Regions from separate parts of the Mus musculus genome. Here all the other regions are linked to region 1. A link is a contact called in public Hi-C data. All regions are on one chromosome and are shown on one strand. Each heading gives the region's core, a stretch centred on a gene start, on an enhancer-like site or on the middle of the called end of the contact. The rest is flanking DNA. Distances are from core to core; before and after follow the strand shown.

The links. Hi-C and Micro-C count contacts between places; a contact is called where the count stands out from the background.
Region 2: a Hi-C map of uterus shows a contact between it and region 1, with 6 times the contacts expected there. The contact joins two enhancer-like sites. A contact is called at or near these places in 7 of 484 Hi-C or Micro-C datasets (cerebral cortex, liver and uterus) and 3 of 115 datasets of contacts at active chromatin or transcription factors (astrocytes, fibro-adipogenic progenitors and neural progenitor cells).
Region 3: a contact with region 1 is called in a Hi-C map of uterus, with 6 times the contacts expected there. The contact joins two enhancer-like sites. A contact is called at or near these places in 4 of 484 Hi-C or Micro-C datasets (cortical neurons and uterus) and 3 of 115 datasets of contacts at active chromatin or transcription factors (astrocytes, fibro-adipogenic progenitors and neural progenitor cells).

What each region holds. Positions count from the first base shown.
Region 1 is chr3:137,750,960-137,755,314 of GRCm38.p6, forward strand. No RefSeq gene overlaps it. Among named protein-coding and RNA genes, the nearest start is that of Mir6380, 30 kb to the right of the region's middle. Within about 2 kb of position 2,057, at least 96 of the 459 cell types and tissues checked have an H3K27ac peak or open chromatin away from gene starts, as enhancers often do. A contact at or near this core is called in cortical neurons and uterus, where this site is marked.
Region 2 is chr3:137,511,429-137,515,783 of GRCm38.p6, forward strand. No RefSeq gene overlaps it. Among named protein-coding and RNA genes, the nearest start is that of Gm4861, 39 kb to the right of the region's middle. Within about 2 kb of position 1,718, at least 34 of the 459 cell types and tissues checked have an H3K27ac peak or open chromatin away from gene starts, as enhancers often do. A contact at or near this core is called in uterus, where this site is marked.
Region 3 is chr3:137,606,815-137,611,169 of GRCm38.p6, forward strand. No RefSeq gene overlaps it. Among named protein-coding and RNA genes, the nearest start is that of Ddit4l, 15 kb to the right of the region's middle. Within about 2 kb of position 2,422, at least 72 of the 459 cell types and tissues checked have an H3K27ac peak or open chromatin away from gene starts, as enhancers often do. A contact at or near this core is called in cortical neurons and uterus, where this site is marked.

The DNA of each region.
Region 1 (4,355 bases), core at 807-3,306:
CTCCTTTTGGAAGTTCAGTGTTATTTTATGTGCCTGAGTGCTTTGCCTGAGTGTACACATGGGCACCACTGGCATACAGAGAATCTAGAAGAGGCATTAAGTCACCTGAAACCAGAATTACTGGCAATGTGAGCTGCCAGTATGGTGGCAGGAAGCAAAGTCTGACCGTCTGCAAGAGCAGTAAGTGCTCTTAACTGCTGTGCCCTCTCTCATCCCCGACACACACACACACACACACACACACACACCCAGGCTCCAATTTCTCCTTTGTGTTCAATCAGATCCCAGCCTATGGGAGAGCTGGACATACTCAGGGTAGTCCTTCCCATCTCACTTAAACATTTCTGGAAACACCCTCACAGACACACCCAAGGGTGTGATTCTAAACCCAGTCAAGTTGACAAAGAAGCTGAACCATCACCACTGTGAAGATTTCACTCACAGGCAAGTGACTAAAAACTACAGAGCATGGGATTTGACCACCGGTCCTTCTGGTTCTAACTCGGTCCTCACTGGGCTCGGCTCGCTGCACTGCGCCTCACTTTCTAGTTTGACTTTGAGGACTCTGACCAAATGGACTATTCATAGTTTTACATGAAGCTTTTCAAGAATGAAACAAAAATCCCTGAAGGTGAAGCAGCTCCTGTCAAAACAGCAAAAGAAAGCCTGAAGGAAAAAAAAACATGTATTAATGCCCCATAGGACATTAATGGCTCTCTGTCCGACTTCGGAGTCATGGCACCTTCATGAGGTGCTTTGGTCTGTGAAGTGCCTACAGTTTGATTTCTTGGTTTATGCTTTTAGTGCACGGACTTCATTTACTTATCTGGGATGTGGGCTTAAGCTGAAGAAGTCTGGGATGCAGGCAGTGGGCCCATCGCCGTTCTGAAAGCATCATTGAATTCTGACTCACCATTTATAGACACTGCCCTGGGCACTGTGTCACTCCCCTCACACCCCATGTCCCGGGTCACTATACCCCTTTTTGGTGCCTGCAATGTGATGACGAGCCATGTCATCAGATAAACTGCTCTCTTCTCTTCATTTACTTGATGTAAATACAGCCGGTGGATGTCACACCAATCAAACAACGCCCGCCCTTCGGCTAGCCAGTGCTTTTCTGCTACTTTGTTGTAAGCACATTGGACCCTCTGAGTCAGGCAAGATACATTGTAGACAACTGCTGGTTAACTCACATCTGAGTGGTTAAATTTAGACTTTATTCTACTGTCCTGAAAAGGGCTAGTTCCCCTTGGAATGTGGGTTTTGTTCCATTCTTGCCAAGTTTCCTGTAAAACTTTTTTTTTTGTTTTGGTTTTGATTTGTTGTTGTTGATGATGGGATGTTTTTGTTTGTTTGTTTGTTTGGGGGGTGTGTTTTTTGTTTTGGTTGGTTGGTTTTGGTTTTTCGAGACAGGGTTTTTCCTTATAGCCCTGGCTGTCCTGGAACTCACTCTGTAGACCAGGCTGACCTAGAACTCAGAAATTGGCCTGCCTCTGCCTCCCAAGAGAGAGGCAAGCCGCACAGGTAGCAGATCCCAGACTGTGGTTCTGGGACTGGCCAATGGAGGGCTCCACGGGCCAATTGCAAGCTGTCTGACTGAAGGCTCTGATCTCTCTCAATGTCTCTGCTAAACTGAGCATTTTTAACAACTTCGTACAGTCGCTGTGAAGCATACAGCGCATATTAGTATTTCACATGTGTTCCTTTCCTTCTCTTCTACCCCAGCCCCAACCCCCAAAATTAACGTTGCCAATTAAATTTGCCAAATAAGGCAAAGGCTACTGAGGTCGATTGCAGCTGCAAGATTAAGTCTCTCTGTCCCACCCAAGTGCTTAAGAAGTGTCCGGCACAATCCAAACTCCAAAGGATGTTAAATGCTGTTCCCCTGCCACCCACTCTAGCCGCCAGGGCCCCAATGCACATTAAAATAAGATTAGGGCAATGATTTAAGCTGAAAATTGGGCTGCCAGAGAAAGCACCGGCCTCACTCCTGGGGGATTAACTATACCTATGGGTACAGAGGCAGGCGCCTCCGGCTAGCTGACGTCAGCGCCCCCGGGTTGTTTTTGCCCCCCGCAGTGTGGGAAGGAATGGGAGTGGGGAGGATGCCGGAGTGCAGTGCCTCGCCAGCGCTAACATAGCCCACTGGCGCCCTCTCGTGGTACTCAGTCGAGTTGTTTCCTTTAAGAAAACAAAGCCAGGAGCCTCCGAATAGATAACTAATGGGACTTCCATACTTGTCCTCCTTCTCTTCCCAGGGTATGGAGAGTTTCCCAGCACGGTCACGGTCACAGAAAGCTGCTGATGAGAGAGTACTGGTACTGCTTTGTGGCAGACCTGAACAAACATCCAGTTTAGGAAGTGATAAGGACTTCAATATTTGGAGAGAGTTCTGGAATGTTCTTAGCAGTCTTCACAAAGAAAGCAGACTGCAGCAGAGGAGAGAGATTTAGACTGCCCTCCGTGAGCCAGCTTCTCATGGCGACAGCCTGGCTGACACTGCAAATGAGGCCCTGTGTTAGATCCACTCCACAGACTTAAGACAAGGCGTGGACCAGAGTCTCCAACAGCCTTGCTCAACAACAAAACAACAAACAGGAGGCAGTTACAGCTCCCGCCTTTCTACTTCCTGTGTCTATTTCACGAATCATGCCGAAAATAAGCAGTTAAGCTCTATCGTGCTGAGGAATAAATAATAAATGATTCTGACTCGACAGCAGGCAGATCTGGAGAGGAGAAATATTTTGTACACGCTGCCTTACTTCAGCAGGTGAGAGGAAGAAGACGCGTTCTGCAGACCTCCACCTGCCAATGAAGCACTGTGGTTCACAGGAGACAACATTCACTCACATCCCAACACAACCAGAAACATACACACACGTGTACACACACACATACATAGACACACAGTCATACACATCACACACACAGACACACACAGACACACACAAACATATACACACACATACACACATGCATAAACACACAGTTACACATACACACACAAACATATACACACACATACAAACATGCATAAACACACAGTTACACACATACACACAAACATATACACACACATACACACATGCATAAACACACAGTTACACATACACACACACCAGAAATGTAACTTGGTAATGTTTGATTAAGGAAACAGGAAGCCATTAGCTATCTCTGAACTCTGAGCTCCTGTTACAAACCACCACATCAACAAACTGAACGAGTATTTATTTGTTCACTTATTTATTTTGAAACATATTGGTTCCCTGAAGCCCAGTCTGGCCTTGAACTCCTGGTTGTCCTGCATCTGCCTTCTGAGTTCTGTGCATTCATACCTAAGCCACCACACATAACAGGTGTATATGTTTTGTCACAGAAAGCAGGGAGTTCAGTCCATCATCAACAGCCCCATCCTTCAACCAGTTATAGGCAGCCTCCTGCACTGGTTTGCCTTCTGTTGATATGATAAAACATCAAGCAAAAAAAACAAGTGGGGAAGGAAAGTTTTACCTTACCACTTATAGCTCACCATGAAGGAAACTCAGGGTAGAAACTAAGGACGACCCACGAAGACAAAGGGAGCAGAAGAGCAATCGGGGCCTGGATGGCTGTGAACTTCTGGGACTTAGCTTCAGAGAGATAGCTCATCGTATTGCTACAGGGGTGAATTATATAAGAGTTCTGAGGGTTGCCTACAGGAAGAGCTGATTGGTCACAAAACAGCACCGAATTATCATCTGGACAAGAAGAAGAGCCAAGACTCGTGTACTGAATCACAAATCACCTGCAGGAGACTCTCGGCAAGGTCGTCTCAGAATAAGACATCTGAGCTGAGAGATGCTCTCCCATTAAGGCTGGGCAGAAAAGAGGAAATCCCACTGAGAAAGGGTGTCCTCCATGTGCTGACCTTGGAGAGCTCTCTGGACATGATGGACTGAGACCTTAATAAAAGGGTCCTCCAGCAATAGTCCAACACCTCAGTTTCATGTTTCTAATCTCCCAAGACTAAAGGAGATGATTACTGGAGGGGGATAGTAGGGAGGGTGGTATTTGCTTGCTTTGAGACAGGGACTCACTCTGTAACCCTGGATGGCCTGAAACTTGCTATGGTAGACCAAGCTGGCCTTGAGTTATTGAAGATCTGCCTGCCTACTTCTGCCTCCTGAGTGTGGGGATTGAAAGTGTGCAGTATTCCTGTTGCTTTTAAGACACTCACTCTGTGGCTAACTTTAAAGGCAATCCTAGGAAATTCATCAAAAGACGTGCAACACAAAACATGTCACAAGTGGCCATATGTGAAACACAGCAGAAGATGATAATTTTGGATGCAGCCATGAGGAAAGATGTCTTTG
Region 2 (4,355 bases), core at 468-2,967, 240 kb before region 1:
AGATTCCCATATCTCAGCAAAATCTACCCATGATCCCATGAGCCAGGATGAGTCAGGCTAACAGAGTAAATGAATATAACCTTTTGACCTCTGCTCTCAGGAACAAAGCCAAACCACAGGAAAGTCTCACACTTTTCCCCCCAACAGAACCAAAATGTAAAAAAGTGTTGAAATCTAGTGTGGTCTGCTTATTTTGCTAGCTAAAAGTGAAGTTTTTAAAAAGAGGGGAAGTAACTATTAATATCACTATCAATTTCCCAGAACAACAACTCTGGAAAATCCATTCCGGCTAAGGAATTTTCAATAATATCTGCTACCATTCACCCTGTGATTACCATGACAGTCACTTAGGGTATATAATCTACATCATTATCTACAACAATTCCATGAAGTAGGAATTGTGTTCAACTTTTATGAATAAAGTCCAGTCATTTAACCCCCAAAATATTTAGCTACTAAATGGCAGAGTGGATATTCAAAAGCCATCTTGTCAGACACTAAAACCCAGGTTCCTCACCCCATTTATGACACTACCCTTCATAATAATAGGTCCTAAACACAAAGAAACAAACAATTGAATAAAAATCTATTGAGGAAAACACGTGAAAAGCTTGTCAGAAAAAGAGCTATACATTCCTGAAAGGTGCTACATGGAATCTACATGCTCTGAGTTCTGCCTTGATGCATGTGTCCAAGAATGTATAGGCAAATGGTCCCCGTGTACCATTTCTTAACATGTATTTTTCTCATCCTGAAGAATTCCCTTACTTCTTTGTCTTACTTTCACATAGGAAGCTGTGAATTCCCTTGTCTAGACCCTAGGATCTCCTTTCTTGAATAGCTCTAACTTCCTTCCTGCCAGTCTCCTAATACCATTGGCAAAGCTGTTTTCCATATCTGCCACTTTCACAGTATATCTTAATGTGAGTTCCCTGTGCTTTCCCATGGATCTACTAATTGCCTAACTGTGGGTACTTCCCTTGAGGAGCCCAGCCTGCTCTACCTGTCTGTTCCCTCTCCTACTATAACCAGCTGCTTTACTTATTACCTATTACAGAGGCTATTCTACACCCTCCATCCTAGACAATCTGGCTCCTTAATGTTCCTCCTGATCTCAAAGCTGCATACTGTCTATTCCAAGTCATATTTGTAGAACTGGCTGCCAAGGAAGAAATGCGAGGTTGGCACAGCCTTTTGGACAGAGCTACCTGTCTGTTCACCCTAGGAAACCCCCTTTCACCAAATTATTGCATTCACCAATTAGAATGAAGCTGAGAGACCATGCCTGATGGATTTGCTATGCAAGCTTTTATCTGGGCAGACAAGTGAGTCTGTATTCTAGGAAGAATAGCATCAAATGTAGGGTAGAAGCCGGTGTTCACTTCATTCAACAGTTTTCTTCCCTGTTTTCAAGTCTATATTTCAAAATGAAAGAACTCTGAGGACTAGAAGATGGTGTGCTCTCACTGAGCAGTATTCTTTTCTATTTTTAGCCATTCCTTAACCAGGCTGCAGAGGATTTGTTAACTTGGGATACATACGTGAACATCCAGGGAAGCAACCTTAGTGGCACTCTAACAGTTCACAAAGGATAATGTCACCATGTGTGTTAAGACACAACATCTCTCAGGTTCTTTTTTCTGGGCTGTATCAGCTGTAAGGCGAGAACTGCCAGTGTCTTTTATTTGTCGCTCAGTAGAAAGTATTTGCCTGAAAAGGAAGACAGCACACATGAGAGCCAAGAGGAGGAGGGAGCCCTGCCAACGTCACATGCACTGTTGGATTCAGCCGTGCCTGTGGACAAAATCATTGCTTGGACTTTCGAGTGATGCAGCCCAATAAATCCATATGCTTTTGTAGCTTAAGCGAGGGTGGTTGAAATATTTATATCACTTGCAGTTCCCTGAACTCTAAATAATAAACACTGTGTAGTTCAGAGTCAAGATGGCTGTGTGAGGCATTTTTCAAAATAGGAAACAGATGGTTCTCTCAAATTGGATAATTTGGGAGCATAGTTTAAATTAGGTTCTGTTTATGAAGGTGTGGGCAGAGTGAACTGGAACCACAGGGCTGGAGAAGGGCTATAACAACCAATAACACTCAAGGGCAGGGGACAGTTACCTGAACACAGAACGAGAGAGTCATGAAGAAACAGTAACCCTGGAGGAAAAAAAAGAAAAACCAAAAAAACCATGCTTGATCTAGCCAAGGTGATGGCTGGTTTACAGTGAGCACATAGGGGAAGTGGAGAACTACATCTCCTGCCTCCTTCTAGTAATCCCCTGCTTAGATGCCCACTGGCCACTCAACTGAAGCTCAAAGATGCCTCCGACGCGACTCACACAAGTCTGTTTCCTCAGGCAGAGAGATCCAGAGTGATAGGGTGAAAGTCGGCCTACAGTTCAAGACAAGGATACTCAGTATGGTCTTTCCCTTCACCCTTGTCCTTTGTCCCTCCTCCAGGTAAAGGGTGCATGTTCTCATCTCAAGAGAGATAAACATAAAATCCTTGGCTTTGGCCTTATCATGGAGTGGCATAAAGTTCCCTTGTTCCATCTTCCAAGGTCACAACTGGGTATAACTGTTGTGACCTATGCTTTTTGTCCACAATGGCAACCACTGTGAACTCCCCATGAAATCACAGTCACTTCAGAGAAAGACTGAAGTGCAGTAGAAGGAGTCACAGTGTTCATGAGCCATTCGCTCCTGTAGGCAACATACTCAGGATTGGAGTTGCATACAGCGCTTCAATATTCTAGTAAAATGTTATTGCTTATATTCCCCTTTTAACTCTGTGGATCAGGTAATAGTTCAAAATAATGTAAAGTTCAAGTCACATAATTGTTCTATAACTTGGAATGGAGTGTTTAGTATCTGCCAGAACTTAGTGCAAGCCAGAGTCTAATTTGCAAATAGAAAGTAGATTGTCAGTAAAGGAGGGCATGGAGTTACTCCAGAACCATGACTCTCTGAACTGTTGATTTTCCAATCCAGTTTGCCAGGGACTCGCAGAACATCTATGTCTGCCACATACACTTACTTTATTAATAGGTGTGCTAAGTTATGAAAGCAGATCTTCCTGCGTTATAAGCCAAGACCAACTTATAGAGCTCATTATCACCAGAGATATGGAATAAATGTGTAACCTCATGAATTATCAATAAACAAGCAAAAAGACATATAGAAATATGCTCATGATCTTCAAAATGCTAATTTTAGGTATGTCCTTTTTCTAAGGCATGGGTATTACGTAAGTTGTAGCAACTCAGACAGGATATCAGTTTATACTCTCTGGCCCACTCATATTTCAAGATGTTTTTATCCAGCCCTCTAGAGTATGCCTATCTTATTAATCATCTGGAGTCCTTGCTACCTCTTCCTTGGCAGTCCCAGGTAGCACCTTACCATCGTGTAGCAGAAAATGGGGTCATCAACAAAGAAACAAAACAATCAAGACCCATCAGGATCAGACTTTAATGCAAGATTCTGTCTATCTTTGTACTCCACAAATTTGGTGAAGATTATTCCAGAATCTCATTTGGTTGTCCTGCTCTCCACGGCCTCTCCTGGTACCAACACATCATCAGTACAGTACTAATGATAGCATTATTCATGGTTACTGCAGAAAAGAAATGATACTAGGGTACATTCAAATTACAGTAATTCAGAGGAAGCTAAACAAAAGGATAAGATGGTGTCTAGAGGAAATCCAAACTGACAGCACATTATTCCAGGTTGGTATCACTCATACTTCAAAAGATGGCAATGAGAGAAAGTAATTGTCCTAATCTAGACGTTGAGAGACAAGTACAGACGGTGATTTTTCACAGTCTAATGAAAGTGTTCCAGGAGAAGGGAACGCTGAGTGCAGACTCTTGGGCAACAAAGAAAAGCGAGCCAGTACCTAGAACTGGTAAATAAAAAAGTAGAGTGTTGGCGGGCAGTGTGAGGAAGGGATGGTTAAAGGTATCACAGGATTTGTAGATGTTTGTTCTTACAGAGTGAATGGTTGGAAGATTATAGAAAACAGATTTTATTTTACATTCTAAAGGAGTCACTGAAAACTCTCTTTAAACTAGTTGGCAATCAGTTCACGGAAAAGATAATGGTGGCTTGAATTTATATGGTTGTGGTATGGGATTACAGAATGGTCAGGTTCTGGACATATTTTGAAAACCCAAATCCTTTAGGGACTGATACGGAACTGGATATGGTTTATGAGATAGGAAGCAAGAAAGGGCAATGTTTGGAGACTGAGGGCCTTAAGCATTTTGGGACTTGGAACAATGGCTCAGGATTTAACAGCACTGGCTGCTTTTCCAGAAAACCATGCATTTCTTACCACCTACTGGATG
Region 3 (4,355 bases), core at 1,172-3,671, 140 kb before region 1:
GGGGACTTTTGGTATAGCATTGGAAATGTAAATGAGCTAAATACCTAATAAAAAATGGAAAAAAAAAACTATCAAAAAAAAAAAAAAAAAAAAAAAAAAAGAATATTGCACCACAAAACAGTTCTCCCACACAGCAATGTAACCTTTCTCTAGGCTGCCCTACCTATCAGAATTGACAGTAGAGCACAAGAGAGGTGTGTCCTGCCGGCTTCCATGCTAGGAGCCTTTCTGGCTCCCAACAGCTGAAGAAACTCTCCTTGGGAACAACAGCCATGCTTCTTGGCCTCAGGGTCACCTCTGAGGTGTTTCTCATCAGCTTTTCATGCCTGCTCTTCTGTTCCTCTTTTGAAGTCTGAGAATGATCTTCCTGGCTGTCCTTCCTGCAGACCTACCTGCTGCCTGTGAACTTGGTACTTTCTTCCTGGTGTCTCTGCTGGACCTTCCTTCTGCCCATTTATTTTCATTGGCCCCTCATACTTTAATGGCATTTAATTTCTGTCTCAATTACAGGTCATAGTTAATTGCACACCAGGAACAAACATAACCAGTACCTACCAGTTCTAGACAAGAACTCTCTCTAAGGCCTATGACTTCCAGTCTTTGTACACATATATCCTTACTCAATAAAGGTGTTCAAAAATGTCATTACCATGAGTAATCTGGAATACATAGATTAAAGACCTAAGACATTCTATCTGTGTTCTGTGTTCTATGTGCATAGCCAGAGTGATAAGGGACACAGACATTTTTTTTTCTTTTTGAAACGCAGCCTTCATTCACTTACAGTTCCACAAGAGAGGCTTAAGAAAGTTATTGAACCATGACACAACTACTAGATTCCAGGAGTGACCTACATTTTAAACTTAAGACCAATGAACCAGCTCACAAATTGGATTGGCAAAACAGTATTAAAACTGACCCAAAAGGCAAGCCTCCGTGGAAGAAAATTTTCTTAGTGTGTATAGGATTTATTAGTCTCCCAGCTTCATCAGGGGCTCCTCTCACCAAGAAATTGAAGAGGCTTTTTGGAAGAAAGCAAATGGACTCTCATCCGCAGAGGCTCTGCCTGTTCATCTCTGTGTAGCTCTGCCCATGAGGTCTTCCTTGAACACTGGCTCACAGTGCACACAGCTTGCTACCTCCGATGTCTGCTTCGCCTCTGCAGCTCTCTCCTCCTTTCCATCCTTTTCAAATTCTGATCATTTTCCTAAAGTATTCTATCATGCACTTATTACATCTATTGTGTGTTGTATTCCTTGTTTTGCCCATGTTGTACACGGATGCACACCAAGAGTCTACAACAGTTCCCTACAACAGCAGGCCCTCGACTACTTCTAAAAATGGAAATCAGTGATTTAAAACGTTCCCTTCAGGAGTAATTCTGGGCTGGTAAGATCGGTGAAAAGCCTTAAGTGGAACTCGATAACCTACAAAGACTAAAGGGGTTAAGCATGCCCCGCAACAAAGAAAAGTGTGCATTTGTGCTTACATAAATCTCAGGGAAAGAATGGAGAAAGCAAACGACGATAGCTGAGTGTGTAAAGCCCTTGCTGTGTTAGCGTGGGGGTCTAGGTTTGAATCTCCAGAGCCCACATGAAGCTGAGCATTGCAGTGCCCTGATACAAACTTATTCCTGAGATGGCCACCAGTCAGCACAGTGTCTTTACTGGCTATGTCAGGAGGGAGTTTATATCAGTCACATTCATTGAAACATAAACAGAGGGGAGGAAAGCAAGTTTGTCTAACTAATTTTGATTACCTTTTCTAATTTCTGAGCACTACTCTATGAGGTTTCTGCCTTGAAACTTCTGCCCTACCTGACAGGAGGAAGAAAACAAAGGAACCAGGAGCTCTGCACTGAGCAATTTCTTCAGTCTGTTTGTCTCTGAACTGGAGAGACAAATAGCCCCTCAGCCAGAAGCATCGAGGAATCCATGTGGCTTTCACTTGCAGAGTCTCTGCGCCCTCAGCCCGTAGGAGGCAACAGAGATGCTGGACATTATTTGTGTTGACTTGATCTTAAGCATCAGAATACCTTGTCAGGGTCGAACAGAAGAGTGAACGGGTGGCAAGGTATTTAGAGCCTTCAATTGTGAGTCCACCAAAGCAAAGCATGTTTTCTAAAAGCTCCCCTACCTTCTAACCTTGCTCAATCATCACATGTCATGACACCACCACTAAGATAAACATACTGTGTGCCTACGGCACCACCAGTAGGGGCTCAGACCATTCTCTGTAAGTATCAGGGTGAATCATGTGTCCCTAGAGAAAAGTAAGCTTCCAAGAAGCAGGTTGGGATGTTCCAGAGGTACTGTAGGAAATATTGATGCAAATTTTAGGAGATCTCTCATCTAAACAGGCACACACCCACACTACAATTAAATTCAGAGCTCATTTTCCTGAATTCACAGAAGGGATATAAAAAGCAGAGACAGGAGGTTGATCTAAATTGGATACTGTTTCCCTCATGCCTTTTAAAGACTCTGTACCTCCCTGGGATTTTTCCACCTTCACAAACCTGTTTTCCATAACTCTTTTGCTTCCATATTTTTGGCCTTGAATGTAGTAAAAGTAAAAAACTACTTGTTAAACCCACCAGAGATCAGAAGATGCAGTCTCTATTACAGTAGGCCCCAAAGACTATGCAACCTTCACTACATTTTAATTTCAAGCTAAAACGGTGCACCAAAAGGCAGATAAAGGAAAGCATCACAAGATGGGTAGAAATTCAAAGTATTTGGTAGCCTGTGTTTTCAGAGCATCTACTGGTGCCAGGGAATGAAACCCGATCATTATATATTTAAGGAGAAAAATATGACTAACAATATAGACATGACCCTTTTCTCTTTTAGTAAGCAGATAGTGTTAAAGATAGCATTCGGAAATATTTTCCTACAGGTTCATGAGATGTGAGCCTGAAGAAACTTTGAATAAACCAATTGTGCATTTTCCTGCAAGAGAGTGAATTTTCACTTAGCCGTAAAAGCAATTTAGAGCTGTAGGTGATAAGGAGGGATGGAGGAGGTGAGGGTATTAAGTTCCATGTCTGCAGTAAATAGTTAATGGTATTGAACTTATTAAACATCAAATTCATTCAACCAACTATAGAAAACTGGGTTCTGGTTCCTATGTTTCTTGTCACCAGCTCTCTAACATTAGGGAAATTATCTTTTCCTGGGACCTTTGTGTCCTGAATTTTTAACTAATTAGATTTTTCTTTTATCTTAAAATCAGCTGAAAATAATGGGCAAATCATGCAGAGTCCCCTAGGACACAGCCAGCCATAAAGACAGAGCTGCAACACAAATAATGAGTGGCCACTCTTTCTCTGTCAAAGTCAAGACCAAAGTATTAAGTCTGTCTTAATTCTATGCGTGTGAGAGAAATAACCTTATTAAATTTATTCTAGTATATTACTCAGTTATTCTGTTCTGTTATTACAACTGTTGATGAGTTCCTATTCCAAATCCATTCTATCCTCTGTGTGTGTGTGTGTGTGTGTGTGTGTGTGTGTGTGTGTGTGCGTGTGTGTGTGTGTGTGTGTAGGAAAAATATAGTATATGCAGGATTTGGGACTTTTCAAGGTTCCAGGCATCCAATAGGCAGCTTAGAAAGTTTCCCCCATGAGAAAATAGGGACTACTGTATTTCTTTTTTATTATTCTTTATTTTGTAAATGCTTATAGTTTTCAAACAATAACTTTTCAAAATGTCTTAAGGGGAAGGAAACAGAACCACTCATGTTTATATTAGCTAGGCAGGGTAGCATAGGCATGCCTGTAATCTCAGAGCTTGCACATGCCTGTAATCTCAGAGCTTTCACATGCCTGTAATCTCAGAGCTTTCACATGCCTGTAATCTCAGAGCTTGCACATGCCTGTAATCTCAGACCTTGCACATGCCTGTAATCTCAGAGTTTGCACATGCCTGTAATCTCAGAGCTTGCACATGCCTGTAATCTCAGAGCTTGTACATGCCTGTTATCTCAGAGCTTGGCAGACAGTGGCAAGAGGACTGAGAGTCACTTTGGTTGTCTACATAGAGATTTTGTGGCCAGTCTGGACTCCATGAATCTCTGTCTCAGGGAAAAACAAAACAGAAAGCCAATGGAGTTCCACATGTTTGCAGAGCAGGCGTTCGTGTGTGCAGTCAAGGGCTCGGAGGCCCTCTCTACGTGTTCGCTGAGATACTTTCGGTTTTGGTCTAACTTCTCATTTAACCCCTTAATTTTTTGAATTTGATAAAAGAATAAAGCAATCTAATGTTTAGGAGTTATAGTAGACCTGCTGTGCATGGTAAGCATTCATTTTAACTTACACTAAGAGCACTGAGGGTCTGAAATCAAGCAGGCCATTG